2 separate regions of the Anas platyrhynchos genome follow, and region 1 is linked to region 2. Evidence: chromatin contacts called from public Hi-C data. All regions are on one chromosome and are shown on one strand. The core of a region is the stretch at or near the end of the contact, and the rest is flanking DNA. Distances in the headings are between cores, read along the strand shown. Region 1 has its middle 110 kb from the start of ARHGAP12. Region 2 overlaps LOC101789559 (a long non-coding RNA gene).

The links. A called contact is a pair of places that touch in the nucleus more often than the background predicts.
Region 1: a Hi-C map of skeletal muscle shows a contact between it and region 2, with 2.3 times the contacts expected there. The contact joins two enhancer-like sites. A contact is called at or near these places in 2 of 8 Hi-C or Micro-C datasets (skeletal muscle and subcutaneous adipose tissue).

Annotation. Positions count from the first base shown.
Region 1 is chr2:144,250,520-144,257,656 of IASCAAS_PekinDuck_T2T, reverse strand. No RefSeq gene overlaps it. Among named protein-coding and RNA genes, the nearest start is that of ARHGAP12, 110 kb to the left of the region's middle. Within about 2 kb of position 1,911, at least 3 of the 8 cell types and tissues checked have an H3K27ac peak or open chromatin away from gene starts, as enhancers often do. A contact at or near this core is called in subcutaneous adipose tissue, where this site is marked.
Region 2 is chr2:143,922,199-143,929,127 of IASCAAS_PekinDuck_T2T, reverse strand. The region is part of intron 5 of LOC101789559 (a long non-coding RNA gene); the gene reads left to right. Among named protein-coding and RNA genes, the nearest start is that of ZNF438, 83 kb to the left of the region's middle. Within about 2 kb of position 1,992, at least 2 of the 8 cell types and tissues checked have an H3K27ac peak or open chromatin away from gene starts, as enhancers often do. A contact at or near this core is called in subcutaneous adipose tissue, where this site is marked.

The DNA of each region.
Region 1 (7,137 bases), core at 662-3,161, 330 kb before region 2:
GCTGCTGTTGAGTATCCAGGACTGTTCTGGAACCGTCTGGCATGGACGCCAGGCACGGCAGAGACACCAGCAGCTTGTAAACCCTTCTCTTGAACCATCCAGGGCTAAGGTTGCAATTCACATGACAGCTGCAGAGCCTGAAGGCCCCATAAAAGTGCTCACACCCTTTGCAGAGACGCCTGTGCGCAAATCTTCTTCTGATGCTGGTCCAGCTCCAGCTCATGAGCTGAGGGAGCTCCTCCTGCTGCTCCTCCCCAGATGAAAAGCCGTCTGTCAGGACAGGAGCACTTGTGAGGCCTGCGCTCGAAACCACATCTAAAAACAGACCGTGTCAACAGAGTATCAACCCAGTCATCGGCTACCTCTAAAACCACATGTAAGGCCTGGTTTTAAGCTGAATCTGCCAAATGTGTGTGGCCGAATGGCTCATGTGACCACGTTTCCTGTTGTCCCCAGGACCGGAGCGCTGTGGTGCCATGAAGCAGAGCATTCATCTCCAGCAGCTCCGTCTGGAGGATGGAGCAGCCTCAGGCACCTCGGTACAAATGCTCCCGACACTGTGAGAGCTTCCCACAACTTCCCAGCCAGGCAGCAGCTCCCCGGGGGGATAGCAGGCATGGCACCGGTGTCCCAGCCTGTGCAGGGCACTTTGGTGGCTTGTAAGGTGGGAGGTGGAGAGGAATGGCCCAAAACGAGTGGAGAAGCAGGAGCGGTTCAGCAGCTACTGCTCTCCCAGGTGATGGGCTCATGGCAGCGGATGCTGTGAGCATCCTGGCGTCTTGATGAGCAGCAGAGAAAACATTTTTGCCTGGGTCCGGTTGCAGCAGGACCTGTGAGGTCTTGGGGGGATACAGGCTGGGGCTACAAGTAGAAGGAAACGCTTCTGGATTTCAGGCTTCACTGAGGAGGGAGGCTGGTGCCAGGGAAGCCAAGCTAAAAAATCCCACTGGAACCATTGCTTCTGGGCTCAGACACCTCCAGACAGAGTGTGCTTGGGGGATTCGTGCCTGGAAAAAGCACCCAAGAGGGAAAAGGAGGGCCTGAGGAGAGGCACACTTGGAGAGTGAGGGAGGCTGCCATGCTGCTCGCTCCCCGTCACTTGAGGCAGCGCTTCTTTCCTGTATGTTTAATATGCAAATATTTAATGGGGGTGTATTAGAGCATAAAGGCCATAACTTGAGACCTTTCAGTCAAGATTAAACAGGTGCCAAGGCTTTCTTTTCAAGGCCGGGAACAGCTGTGAGCCTTCCCTTCCCCATACGTGATTACAGTACGTCGCCGGGGCCTTTTCCACGGCCCTCCCCCTCCGTGCCGCTCTCCCTCAAAGACCCCTTTTTGTCTTTCCGCAAGACACCGTCCTAGTGATTCAAAGGGAGCAGGAAAAAAAAGAAGTGTGATTTATTAGCTCTGGCGTGGAGGGCAAGGTTTTGACCTCAGGTGTGAATCTGAGAAAAATATTATTTTCCTGACAGCCAGCCCTCTCAGAGTGAATTAAAACTGCTATTGTGAGGAAATGTATTAAAGCCATTTCGGCTTTTATGACAATATCAGTGCAGCTACTCTATAGAGTGCCTAGGATGTAGAGTCGCCCCAAGGTGCTTTATAATCATCAGTTTAAAGGGAGAGAATTTGCCTGCAGAGATGAATCAATGGGTGTATTTTATGAAACATTAATGACTGCTTTTGTAGATGTAAATTTGGGGGTATGTTCCTGCATCTCTCTGTGCTGTCCTGCAGCTGCAACTTAAGCCCGCTTGTTGTTAGTGGGGATCATCATCGAGCAGTACAGTTTTGCTGGAGGAGCTTTACATCATCTCCTAATGTAAACAATATTGTAAGAGAGTCCGACAGCCCCACAGGATTTTCATTGGGCAATGATTGATGTGGAAAGGGATGGAGCTGCAGTGATTCTGCATCAGTCACAGCTCTCGCTTGGCTCTCAAACTGACCCTGTTAGCACAGTCTGACTTGGATCATTTGTCTCAGAAGTACCAAGGGATTTTAAAACAGCTGTGGATTCGACCATTTCGAATGGGAACATATTTTTGGTTTGTGGTAAGAACAACATAAACCGTATGTGTTTCAGAGCTCGGGCCCCAGCATTCCTGGCTTGTTTTGTCAGTGCGTCTTTGCTTTCCTCTGCAGCATTCACACATGCGGCTCCACAGCTGCTTCTTTTTTTGGGGGGGTTGTTTTTCCACTTCAGGTCTTCCTCCCTTCTTCTCCCTCCCCCTCCCCAAAGAAAGAAAGAAAAAAAAAAAAGAAGAGAATGAATCAACTTTGCTTTTTACAGCCAGGCAAGTGTTTAAGCTCCAGCAGTGTTTAAGCAAAGGAAGGTTTTGTTTTTCAGCCTTTGATGCATCCCCCATCTGACGTGCTTTCTCCTAAATGCTGCTGATCACACAAGTGCCCACTGGTAAAAACAAGTACAGGATGTCATGGCCAGATCCTGTGCAGTAACTGCGTGCTGCCAGCCCTCTCTGTGTGTCCAGATGGGTATCCCATTTCACTAATGTGAAAGTACCCTGATTTTCTTCTCTTCTCTCCAGGCCTTCCCATCACTCCTCCCCTCCTCCTTCCGCAGGTCCCTTCCCCGGTGACATCTGTTCCCAGGAATGATGAGCCGAGATTTGGAGCAATTACCACAGTTTGCATTTCCTGAACCAGCTTGCTGTGTGCGCATTAAGAACACAAGCACTGAAAGTCAACAGGGTGTAGAAGGTAACGTCGTCCCCCACCTCAAAGCTAATGATGTTTTGCTCTACGCACAAGAGCTGTGGATCTTAATTTGCTGGCTCCTTTCTCAATTGTACAATTTTCAGCCATTGCTTAATGAAGCCCGCCTGGCTCCCATAATGTGATATTATATTATCACAATGCTCTTGTTAAAGGCCTTATATTTCACCACAAGCACCTGTGGCTGCTCAGCAAGGAGGAAAGCTCTGATGTGCCAACTTGGATTCCAATTTTGCAGGAAAGCCAGATTTTGGAAATGCTCCTCTGCCGTCCTCACAGCCGAGCACGGCAGGGGCTGGGGAGCTCAGGGGTGCCTGGTGCCCGAGGCAGAGGCAGGCAGGCTCTGTGCTACAGGCAGCCGCTGGGGATTAATATCACAGGGAGAGGCAGAGCCGAGTTATTTCCGCAATCCGTTCACATAATGGATGGGGATGTCAAGATGCCGCCATCTGAAGTATGAGCACCTTGGAACAAAACAAAAAATGACTGGTGGTGTCAGCTTTCAGGAATGTACGAGCAGAGGTGGTGAGAAGCTGCACACGCAGCATGGGCTTTCTTCAGCATCTTCCTTTCTGCACAAAGGCTGACCTCGGGCCCTCTCCTCTTCCCCGCAGACAGTCACACACAGATCTCACAAACTGAACCCTGTGCACACTTATGACAACGTGAGCAGCTTCTCAGCAGGTGGCTTCTCAGACAGGAGCCCTGCTCAGGGTGCAGCTGTGGCTCCAACGCGTGTGGACTCTGCCAGAAGGCTGTGAACAGATCCGAGCATCTACAAATCCAGCCTGGGGGTTGATCCCTCTCTTTGCTGCCGACTGCTCAGGGCTCATGTGGGACGTGACACGCAGACCCACTCGGCAGCATCCCCTGTACAAACACCACTCTGCATCCAGAGCTGCAGGACCCAGCTGAAGATGCAGCAGGGTTTGGTGCTAAGCAAGGGGTGGCTGCAGTCACGCCGGTGCTGAGCTGAATGCCTCTGTGCGCGTGAGCTTCCTGGCTGGAGGCTGAAGCACTGACCACATCCGCACCATCACCGCAGTCAGCCCAAATAACTCTGGCTGTGAGCTCTGATTACACTGGAGAGCCATCTGGAGAGCCTCTACCTATTAAAATCCTTCTCTCTCAGCCTTCAGACTCAGGTGGAGAAAGCTGCATTGCTCACATCTCGGCCTTGCACGGCCAGCAAGCCTCAGCCCCCAGGGCTGTAGCAGTGCTACATGGCATTAGTGGGACATTTCAACTCGCATTATCCCTTGAAAAAGGCTGCTGACTGCAGGGGGTCAGGGTGCTGGAGAGCCCTGCTCCCCTTTTGGAAGGATCCCAGCACGGTGCCTGTCACAGCTGTGACCCACATAGGGCCATGCAGGGCAAAAAGGGAGCTTCCCAGGAGCTCCTGGATTTGGTGCTCAGAACTGCATGGTAACTGATGAAATAAAATTATGTCAAAAGAGCTGTGACAATAAGTGCTTTCCCCCAAATAGACACTCTCCAAGTGTTGCCCAAATGCTTTGTCAGTAGAAACCTCTCAGAGGTTGGATACTGCTCCTCCCTGTCCCAGCTCAGCTGCAAGGATCACCAGGAATGAAAACTTCAAATGAAAAACAAGTATTAGATACACAGATCAGACCCTAACTGTGGCCTGTCATGGTACTTCGAGGTCTGAGCAGTATTTCCAGTCTCCAGCCCCATGTCACCAACAATCCCATAACAAAATGGAGGTTTATTTCTAGGAGAACGGGGATGCCCTGGTTGTCAGATCTGATTCCCTGATTTGAATTCAGGTTATTTCATCAACGTAATAGCAAGATCTAGGATCACAGTCTGCTGGAATAATTTAGTAAGCCATGCGAGGTCACTATTGCTTCTTGCAAATATGGCTTAAACATAATTTACCTGGCAGTAACTTGACCTGGAAGAGAGAGGTTTATCTTCTTGGCATGCTGTGTCTGGGTAGCTCGACAACCTCTACATAAATTTGAGATCTTTCATTCTCCAGCTGGTTGTTATTACTTATAATCTCTTAATACAAAAAGTATTCCTTCCAGAGGCCCCTTTCCTTGCTTTTCTTACCCTTTATTTTTTATTAAATAAGTAAATAAGCGTTTATTTTTTCTTAGGATCTCAGGCCCACACCCTTGCAGTCATCACAATTTGGTCATTTTACCAAAAGCCTTTGTTATGTTTTAGGTGCCTCTTCACTTCCAAATGTTATGCTATGTTACAGCGTAGGAATTTCAGGCATTTAGGAAACACTAATTAAGGAACCGACGTTGAACACTTTTCCTCATGGACGTATCCTGCAGCGTTGCTTGAAATCCCTTTTGCAGGGAGATCGCAAGTAGAAACATGGAAAGATTGCCGCAGGGATCCTGGCCATGGATCAGTGTCTGCCTGCACTGAACCGCTCTTCTCAGGGTCTTTGGACTCCCTCCCATCCCTTGTCACCGTCTGTAGTGCCAGAAGGGACTAAATGGCTCCTCACCCCCCCAGGTGCTGACACCCAAGGTGCCGCCCCTTCTCCCACACCTACTGCTTTGGTTAGCGGCAGCACCGGGGGATTTCTGCTGCCCTTTATGCCTCACTGGCTGCTGGAGCATGAAACACCCCCTCAGCATTTCCATGTTCTAGAAAGGGCGGTTTCACTTCTCTTTCGGGTTTTTGGGTGTTTTAACCCCAGGAGAGCAGCCCCCTGCAGGCTCCACCTCCTGCTCCCTCACCAGCATGAGCCAGCACAGAGGAGCTGCTCCATCCTTGTGATGAGTGCTGTGGGGAACCCTGTTTTGCTGCGGCCAGGGGGGAGAAAGAGAGACAAAGTTGGAGGAAAATGGTGCCTCCAGTGTCCCACCAGCACTGTGGCTACTGATTTAGTGGTCTGACTGGTGGGTCTTGTCCACTGATGGTCCCACACAGCGGTCCGGCTGCTGCACCCACACAGCCCCGGGAGCTGGAAGGCAGCAGACTGGGCTCAGCTTCACTGCCAGCACCATGCTGGGCCAAGAGGTGGGCACCAAGTGGCTGTCACCCTAGAAGAAAGTTTCTGGAAGCAGTACCATTCATTTGTCTGGACACATTGGCCTTCAATAAAATATTTTGCCATGCAAACCTGCCTTACACTTTGATACAGTGATTAGGATCTAGTGTTTGGATCTACGTGGTTCTCAACCTTTTATCTTTTCTGTTATGTTTATCTGGACCCCAGTCATATCAGAGCCTCCAATCCATTATCACTGTTTCATTTTAGCAGTGTGACAAATGGTGGCAGCCTCAGAAATGCCAGTTTTAAAGAGTGACTAAATCCCCACACTTTTTATACTGGGACAGCTGAGAAAGAGCTTTTATGTAAGATGATGCAGAGCTTTACAACCATCCCATCATTTTTTTTCCCCTCCTCCCCTGCTTCAAGAAGTTGCAATTTCAGCTTGCATTTGCTTTTTTTCCAGCTCGTGACTCCACTTCTGCCTGGAAGGTGCAGCCTTTGAGCACAGCTCTGCTGATGCCCGTAACATCAGCGCAGGGCTGTCAGGGAGCAGACGGCCTGTGAGCAGGAGAGGCTAAACGGGGACGCTGTGATGCAGAGAATTGGCTTCCCTGCTTCTGGCTCCTGCTGTGGGAGGCCAGGGTGCTGTGCCCCAGCAGCACACCTCAGCCAGGCAGGCAGTGCAAGGAGCACGTGCACGAAGCCAGGCTTTGGCTGCAGAGGGGGAACTGGTGAGGGGACCCACTGGAAATACCCCAAGGAACAAAGCTTTTCACTCCTCCCATTGCAGAAACTGAAATATTTCCTGCTTCTCCTGCAGCTCCGTCCCCTCTGGCTCCTCTCCCACTGCTTGTGCTTTCACTGTGCATTTCTCAGCAACTCTCCCATCACTGCGTCAGCCCTAATTCTTCCTCTCATGGCTTAGTTGGGTGCCTGTGAACGATGGCAGGTGGAGGGGGATGTTCCTGGGGAATTTAGCCAACAGCCTTTCCACAAAACTGTACAGCTTTAGCAAAATTTTAATCCGTCCCTGAAAACTGTAGGTTATTTTTTACTGAAAGAGAGTTTTAATTGAAAATTCAGGGCTGTGCCTCCTGTTGGGCTATTGCTTATGATGAGTGTAATCACTTAGAGCGAATTTTACTTTTAAATTATGGGGCAGTGTCACAAGACAGGAGCATAATTTCATTCCCGTAAGAGGGTTGCCCGCATCACGTCTGCGAGCGACGACCTTCCTCCGCAGCCTGCCAGCCGCTGCAGGCTGACGTGCACGAAGGTACAGGGGGCAGAAAGCAGAAACGAAACCACTGCTCACCAACCTGCCCTGTGCAGCGTCTTAGGGGAAAAAGGTTCCTCTGCCCAAAATGCCTGTTTGAGTCTGTTCTGCCACCGCAAATATTATGGCTGATGCCAAAAAT
Region 2 (6,929 bases), core at 743-3,242:
GAGGGGTCAGCAAAACATCCTGCTGAAGCAGGATCTGCTTCTGAGCGGATAATTATTTGAGCAAAAGAAAGGAGATGATCCAGAAGATACTTGTATTGGGTTTATGTGGCAAGGTTTTGGTAGTGTAAGGGGGCTGCAGGGGTGGCCTCTGTGAGCAGAGCCCAGCAGCTGCCCCGTGTCAGAGCAGAGCCAGCTCCAGACGGCTTCAAAAGGGAGCTGCTGCTGGCCAGAGCCGAGCCAGGGAGCGATGCTGGGTGGGCCTCTGGGAGAGCAGGTCTAAAAAATGGAAAAAAAAAAATAAAAAATGCTGCACAACAGCAGCTAGGAGAGAGGAGTGAGCACCAGCCCTGCAGCCCCCAAGGTGAGTGCAGAAGGAGGTCAGGAGGTGCTCCAGGCACTCAGCAGCAGTTCCCCTGCGGCCTGTGGAGAGGCCCCTGGTGGAGCAGGCTGTCCCCCTGCAGCCCTTGGGTCCCACATGGAGCAGATCTCCACGCTGCAGCCCCCCCATGGGTGGAGGAGCCCCCGGTGGAGCAGGTGGATGTGGCCTGGAGGAGGCTGCGGCCCATGGAGAGCCCCCGCAGGAGCAGGCCCCGGGCCGGAGCTGCAGCCCGTGGAGAGGAGCCCAGGCAGGAGCAGGGGGTCTGGGGGGAGCTGCTGCCCGTGGGGGCCCCGTGCTGGAGCAGTTTGCTCCTGGGGGATGGACCCCATGGGACGGAGCCGTGTGGGAGCAGTGCTTGAGGAGCTGCTGCCTATGGGCAGCCCCCACAGGCTCAGTTCAGGATGGAGGTGAAAGAGGGTGTATGGGGGGGGGAGATGTTTCTAGTTTGCTTTTAGTTCTCACTGGTCTAGTGTGCTAGTGATAGGCAATAAATTATATTAATCCCCCTATGCTGCATCTGTTTTGCCCATGACAGTAACTGGTGAGTGATCTCCTGGTCCTTACCTCAACCCTTGAGCCCTTTCCATTGTATTTTCTCCCCCCTCTTCCTTTGAAGAGGGGGAGCGAGGGAGCAGTGTGGTGGAGTTCAGCTGCCTGTCAGGGTGACACCACCACAACACCATGCAACATAATCGCTGGGGGATCTTTGCGAGGGTGTTGGGGCCTCCAGAGCAGCCCTCGCTGTCTTCCAGATGCAGAGGTTCCTACCTGGACACAAACAGGGTATGCTGGGGGACAGGATGTGGTCCTGGGATGCTTGACCTCAATTTCAGTTTTATTTTGTCTGAGGGAGCTCTCCGGGATGCTGCAAATGAGGACAGGCTTCCAGGAAGCTTCTCACAACTTCTTAAAATGTGGCACACCTCCCTTTTGCTCACTCCCTCCCTCCTTGGCATCAGCCTCAAGGTTGAACCAGGCGTCCAGGCAGGATCTCTGCGCTCCTGCGTCTTCCTCCAAGTGCCTTATCTTTAGGTAGTCTCTGTGCAAACAGTGTATGTTGGAACACGATGGATTTGTGCAGATGTATTTACCATCCTGAATGCGATTTTAAACAAATTGACATTTTAATATGCATTTATTCCTGTCGCATTAAAAAAACCTGCCGGTATTATGGCAGAATGTGATATATAATGATGTTGTTTAGAGGCAACTCTGTCATTTGGTGTTGTTGACAGTAAAATAAATTAACATAATAAACATAATTTGTTCAAAAACAGCTAAGTAAAAACAGATGGTTAAAATATTTTGGCAGGACCCGTTAGCCCAGGTTTACATGTGTGTTTAGACATTAGTTCTGTTTGCAACATATGTTACATATTTTCTCGATCCCATTTAATATGCAAACACACACCCTTCTCTACAGTTGTATAAACAGGTCCTTTCAGGAGCAGGTGATGGGATGGGTGGAGGTAAGGGGATTTTTTTTCTCGCTCTTCTGACTCAGGACCAGTTTTGAGCTGCGTAAATGGGCGAGGAGAGTAGCCATAGTACTGTGAGAAACAAATAGGACGGAAGGTGGAGCGTAACAACATATTTGTGTACTGACACAACGGGTCTATTACTGGCTGCTGATACCTACTTGTGTAACGCACTGGCCTGCTGCTCGCTCCCCCAGCCACACCAGAACGTGCCGTCCCCAGCCATCAGGCTCCTCGTCCTCCACCTTAGGCAATGCTCACCGCGCTGCCCTGAGCCCTGGCAGGGTTAGATCCAGCCCCACGCCTCCCTTCTCCTCTCTGTGCAGCCTGAAGTGAAAAGAGAGGGAGCAAGCAAGCTGCTCTTTTACAGGAGTCTATCTAGGGAATGGTGCAAGCTGGGATGAAGTCCTTCTTTTTAACCGTTTCTGAGTTGTGACTGGGCTGATACGGGCACATGAATGCTATGAGATTGCTGATGCTTGAAGGTTAAATGCTTGTCGGTCATTTTCAAGGTACAGCAGGTGAAAGTAAGCTTTGTGCTGCAAGAGAAACAAAGGGCATCAGTACCTGGGCATATTTAAATGAGATTATATTTTATAGAAAACACATATACACGTGCACGTGTGCTTAGGGTGCAGAGAAGGTGCACCTTTTAAACATCTCCAGAGCAGGAGGAACATGGACTCATGAACCACAAGTGGCTCTCAGCACACAGCTGCTACTGCGAAGGTTTGAGCCAGAAGTTAACGGTGGTCTTTAGCGCCCTTTCAGGAGAGCCTGGGATGTGGCAATACCACACTGCACCAACGACACAAGGTGAGATTTGTTAATATGTGGACTGGAGAAATCCAAAAGGATGTCAGGGAGGGTGGTGCCAGCAGTGAGAGCTCTTTTCTGTGCATCAGCAGTAACCTGCACATTCAGGGTGCAGAGCACAAGCACTACAGCACCAGGTGGCCTCCAGCTGTCCCTCTGCCCAGCTCTGTGCCCGTCTTTCTCAATCACCTCCCACTTGGAGCCCTGGCTGCAGGAAGGGCTCCGGATGCCCGGAGAGCGTGGGCTGCTCTCTGGGGAAGCACTTGCTCCATTGTTACAGAAATACGTGAAAAGAGGCAGCGTTTTCAGAGGTTCCTCAAAATGTCACCGTCCCTTCCTTGGCATGGCTCTGCGACCTATCTAATATAAAATATTATTTGTGAAACTTCCTTTTAATTGCTGTTTAATGGCTCCTAATATATTTCAAATAGGCATCTGCAAGTTCATTTTGACATTTATTAGAAGCCATTAGATACCAATTTAATGGTGATTTTATGACAAATGTCTGACATCATTAAAAATGTGATGGTTGATAAATTATAATGTGATGTGCTTTTGAGTGTCAGGAAATTAGACTGTTTCCAAATGTGACTGTTTTTGATGTTGTAAATTAAATTTTATTTCCAACTGATTTATGTTTGCAGGCTCTCAAAGTGAAGTGTATCAGAGGCTGAAGAGTTAGTGAGTAAGCAGGTTCTCGTGACGGTAAATCTAGTCAGCCACATCAGTGTGGGTCCTAATGGCTCAATTTGGATGAATAACTTGATTTTTAGAGGAATTTCTTGATTTCACCTACCAGTGTCCCAGTAAGTACCTGCCCCTGCATTAGACTGGGCATTCATTTACCACTTCAGTTGTGAACTCACACAGTGTCACTCATCCTGGGCTGTCACCTCCAGGTACTGTGCAAAGGAAGGGCACAGCGATGGTCCTGCACAGGCATTTTATAGTGCAGGCAGACCCAGGGCCCATGGAACATGGAGACATCATTGGCATTGTGAATAACAAACACTGCTTTTTCAAAAGCTTTTCATAGATGGCATGGCAGCAGAGGTTTTTAGAGATAACTGGTAAATGTTTACTGGAGGACTCATGCTCCTCTTGAGCATGAAAGGGTAAATGGCAGAGGGGAGAGCTGTGCAAACTGCAGCTGGGTGAAAGAGGCTGCCCCAGGATCCTAACCTACAGGGTTCAGGCAGAACATCAGTGTGGTTACCAAAGGAGCACTCTGTCTCAAGTTGCATGGAAATCCCACATTCACACTGATACGTGCACAAAGGAAAGGAGCAGAACCATAAGTGCAGCTCAGATTTCAAAGTGATTGCAAGGCCTACAGATGTGGGAAAAGATGCTGTTTTACAGAGAGACCCTGGCTTTAAGGAGAACAAATTGCTAAGACTGCTGTGTGTGCCTGGATGGAAAACAGGACTTCTCAGGGACAATGGTACAAGTTAGAGGCAGAGAAGGTCACCTCATCCTCCAGAGATGGCAAAAGATTTGTATATGGCTGAGGAGGTGATGCCTTTGCGATACTTGGGATGAGCAGCTCTGGGCTCTCAAGCATAGTGGCAGGTGCTGACAGCCCTGAGCTGCTCTCCTCACAGAAGGCTTCCTATCTCTGTCCGATGGCCTTGTTCTGAAGGCACCCATCCTGCCTAACAATTCTCCCCACTGCCAGCTTCATCAGACCCTCATGGAATAGCACGGGAACACTAAAGATCTGCCTGGAAACTGGGAGATTGTGTTCCCCAGTCTATGTTCGTGAGGAATGTGCCTGAGTGAGTAAAAAAAGCTGAAGGCACGGCATGGCAGCCTCTGGTTTGGCAGAAGTGTCTGCAGCCCCCTGGGGATGCTGGCTGCATGATGCTGGGGAGCCTGACCTTATCAATGCATGTCTTCATCGATGCCCGTATCTGTGCCAGGCTCTTTTGCCACAATGCCTTCCCTCAGCCGAGTATAAGCAATAATCAAACTCAGTACAAAAGAATATTTTGCTCCATGAGGCCTTGAACTTTGAGATGAAGATATCAAATTGTGTCTCAGCTCCTTTCCTCGACTGTCTGCAGTAACTGCATCTCCATTGACTACAGCAAGACCTTAGAAACCTAACTCAAATATGAAATGAGCTTAACCCGTGAGCTGAATCTTGCTTTCTTTTTCTCTCCAAGTGCAAAAGATGTGAGTGAGCAGCAAGGCCAGCAATGGAGGGAAGCTGCAGATGGGAAGATGCCACAGGGTCCTGCCCTGTGGGGAGACTGGGGGGTGAGGGCAGGCTCCAGGAAGGGCAGCTGGAGGTTCAAGCAGCGGGCTGGAGCTGGCGGTGAACTGGGAGCTGAACTGTAGAGTTCTTGTCAGAAACGCTACCACTTACTGACCTCTCCCTGCTTCTCCAGCCAACACCACTGACCCGGTAGCCGTGGCACCTTGGGCTGTCTGACAGCTCTGCAAGGAGCAAGACAGAGCCCTCAGGTGTCAGCCATGGCTTCTTCATTAAATTCCTCACGTGCTGCTGAAGTCTGTGGGCATGAAGCTTTGCAGGGCAGGTAGGAGAAAGCATTGATCTGTCAGCTGGCATGGGCTGCCTGCTCCTCCGCAGGCTCTCCCCCTGGCTGGATCACACTGCAGCCCACTGGGGCAAGAGGCCCTTTGGGGCCTTCCCTGTGCTATTGAGGCACTTCTCCTCCTCCAAGCCCAGGCTGTGAGCCTTCCCCAATTAATCTTCATCACAGCATTCCATGTACCTGCAGGTGAGTGGCTCTTACACGGGCCATGAGTCAAAAACAGCATCCTCAGTGTGGCTGTGAATGTTCCCAGCTCTGACATTGAGCCATGTGGCTTTCAGTAAACCAATACTTTTTTTTTGTTAAATAAGATGCCCTTTTCTGTACACTGCAAGCATAAACTGGAAGAGCTCCATGAAGTAATTGCATGGTGTCAAAAGCTCCAATAAAATTTTTTTAAACCCATCTGGGAGGTGTTTCCCTAAGAAACTAAAAAGGCTATTTTGGCCCCATTAACCTATTTTCTTGTCTGTTTTTCAAGTCTTTGAAATTCTTTCTTTTTCATTTGGGCAAATGTTGTTTTACCATTGCACAGTGAAGTGCGTGGGGTACTTGAGACAGATCATGCCAGAACAATAAAGGCTTGAGAAAAGAACACTTTGCATTTCCATCGCCACTGTGAGTCAGGCCTGCAGGTTTTCTGAAGCTGAGCTTTGCTTCTCTGGACTTGCCTCTGCCAGGAGCGCTGTACGCAGCCCTGAGGTGGGACTGCACAGAGCCATGCCATGCCACGTCTGCCCTTGTGCACGCTTCTCTCTCGAAGCAGAGGCAGCGACCTCAGTCCCTCCCCAGAGCACAAGCACAGAGCAGCACGGATGCTGTACACCCACGTCTGGCACATGTTAAACATGTACCCTGCAACAGTTTCCCCCGGTTGAGAAACCCATAAATGTCAAATGTCTCACTCCAGGACACGGAAACAGACCTGGGGCTGATCCCTGACGCCCACCCTGGTACTGCTGCTGCCCCATGTGCCTTGCAGGGAGCTCCTCTGCAGGAGATTTGTGCTGGTTGCGCTTCTCGCCTTTTTCTCCCTCTCGCTCTCTCCCTCTGACTTTTCCAGAGAGAGAGAGGTGCTGGCCAGAGCCGAATGCACCATTCCAGGAGAGGAAATACCATTATACTGGCATCATGAATGAGAGGGATCCTAGTGTTGTATTTAAAGCAAAGCACGAGCCCTTGGTGCATCTGGGTTCTGTTCTCAGTCATGCTACAGGTTTTCTCTCAAGTTTGTCCTACTTACTCAGAGTCTCTGTGCCTCAGCTTCTCTCCCTGCAAAACCAGGGCTGCAGTACTTTTCCTACACCTTAAAAGTATTGGGGTTGTGAAAGACTTGGATACCTGAGCAGAGATGTAATTAAAAATGTAAGATAGGGTGGATTAATTATACCCCAGGCCTCCGGTAAGAGAAGCCAAATGTGGTTCTGTGGTTTTATAAGGAAGAAATATGCGTTGGGGCCATGCTGTGTCGTCAGTCTCTGCTCCCCGGTGCTGATGTATGGGGCCGGAGGCTGGAAGCCCGAGGTGGGGAGAGCAGGGACGTCCTCGCAGCTGGGGCTGCCAGCGGGGCTGCTGTCCTGCAGCCAAGCAGCGAGGGCCTGATTTCGGAAAGGTGCTGATGGTGCTGGAGCTCCAGCCAGCCTGGCTCTGTAACAGCCTCTTGGCCAAACAGCCCTTTATGTGGTGTATGGTAAT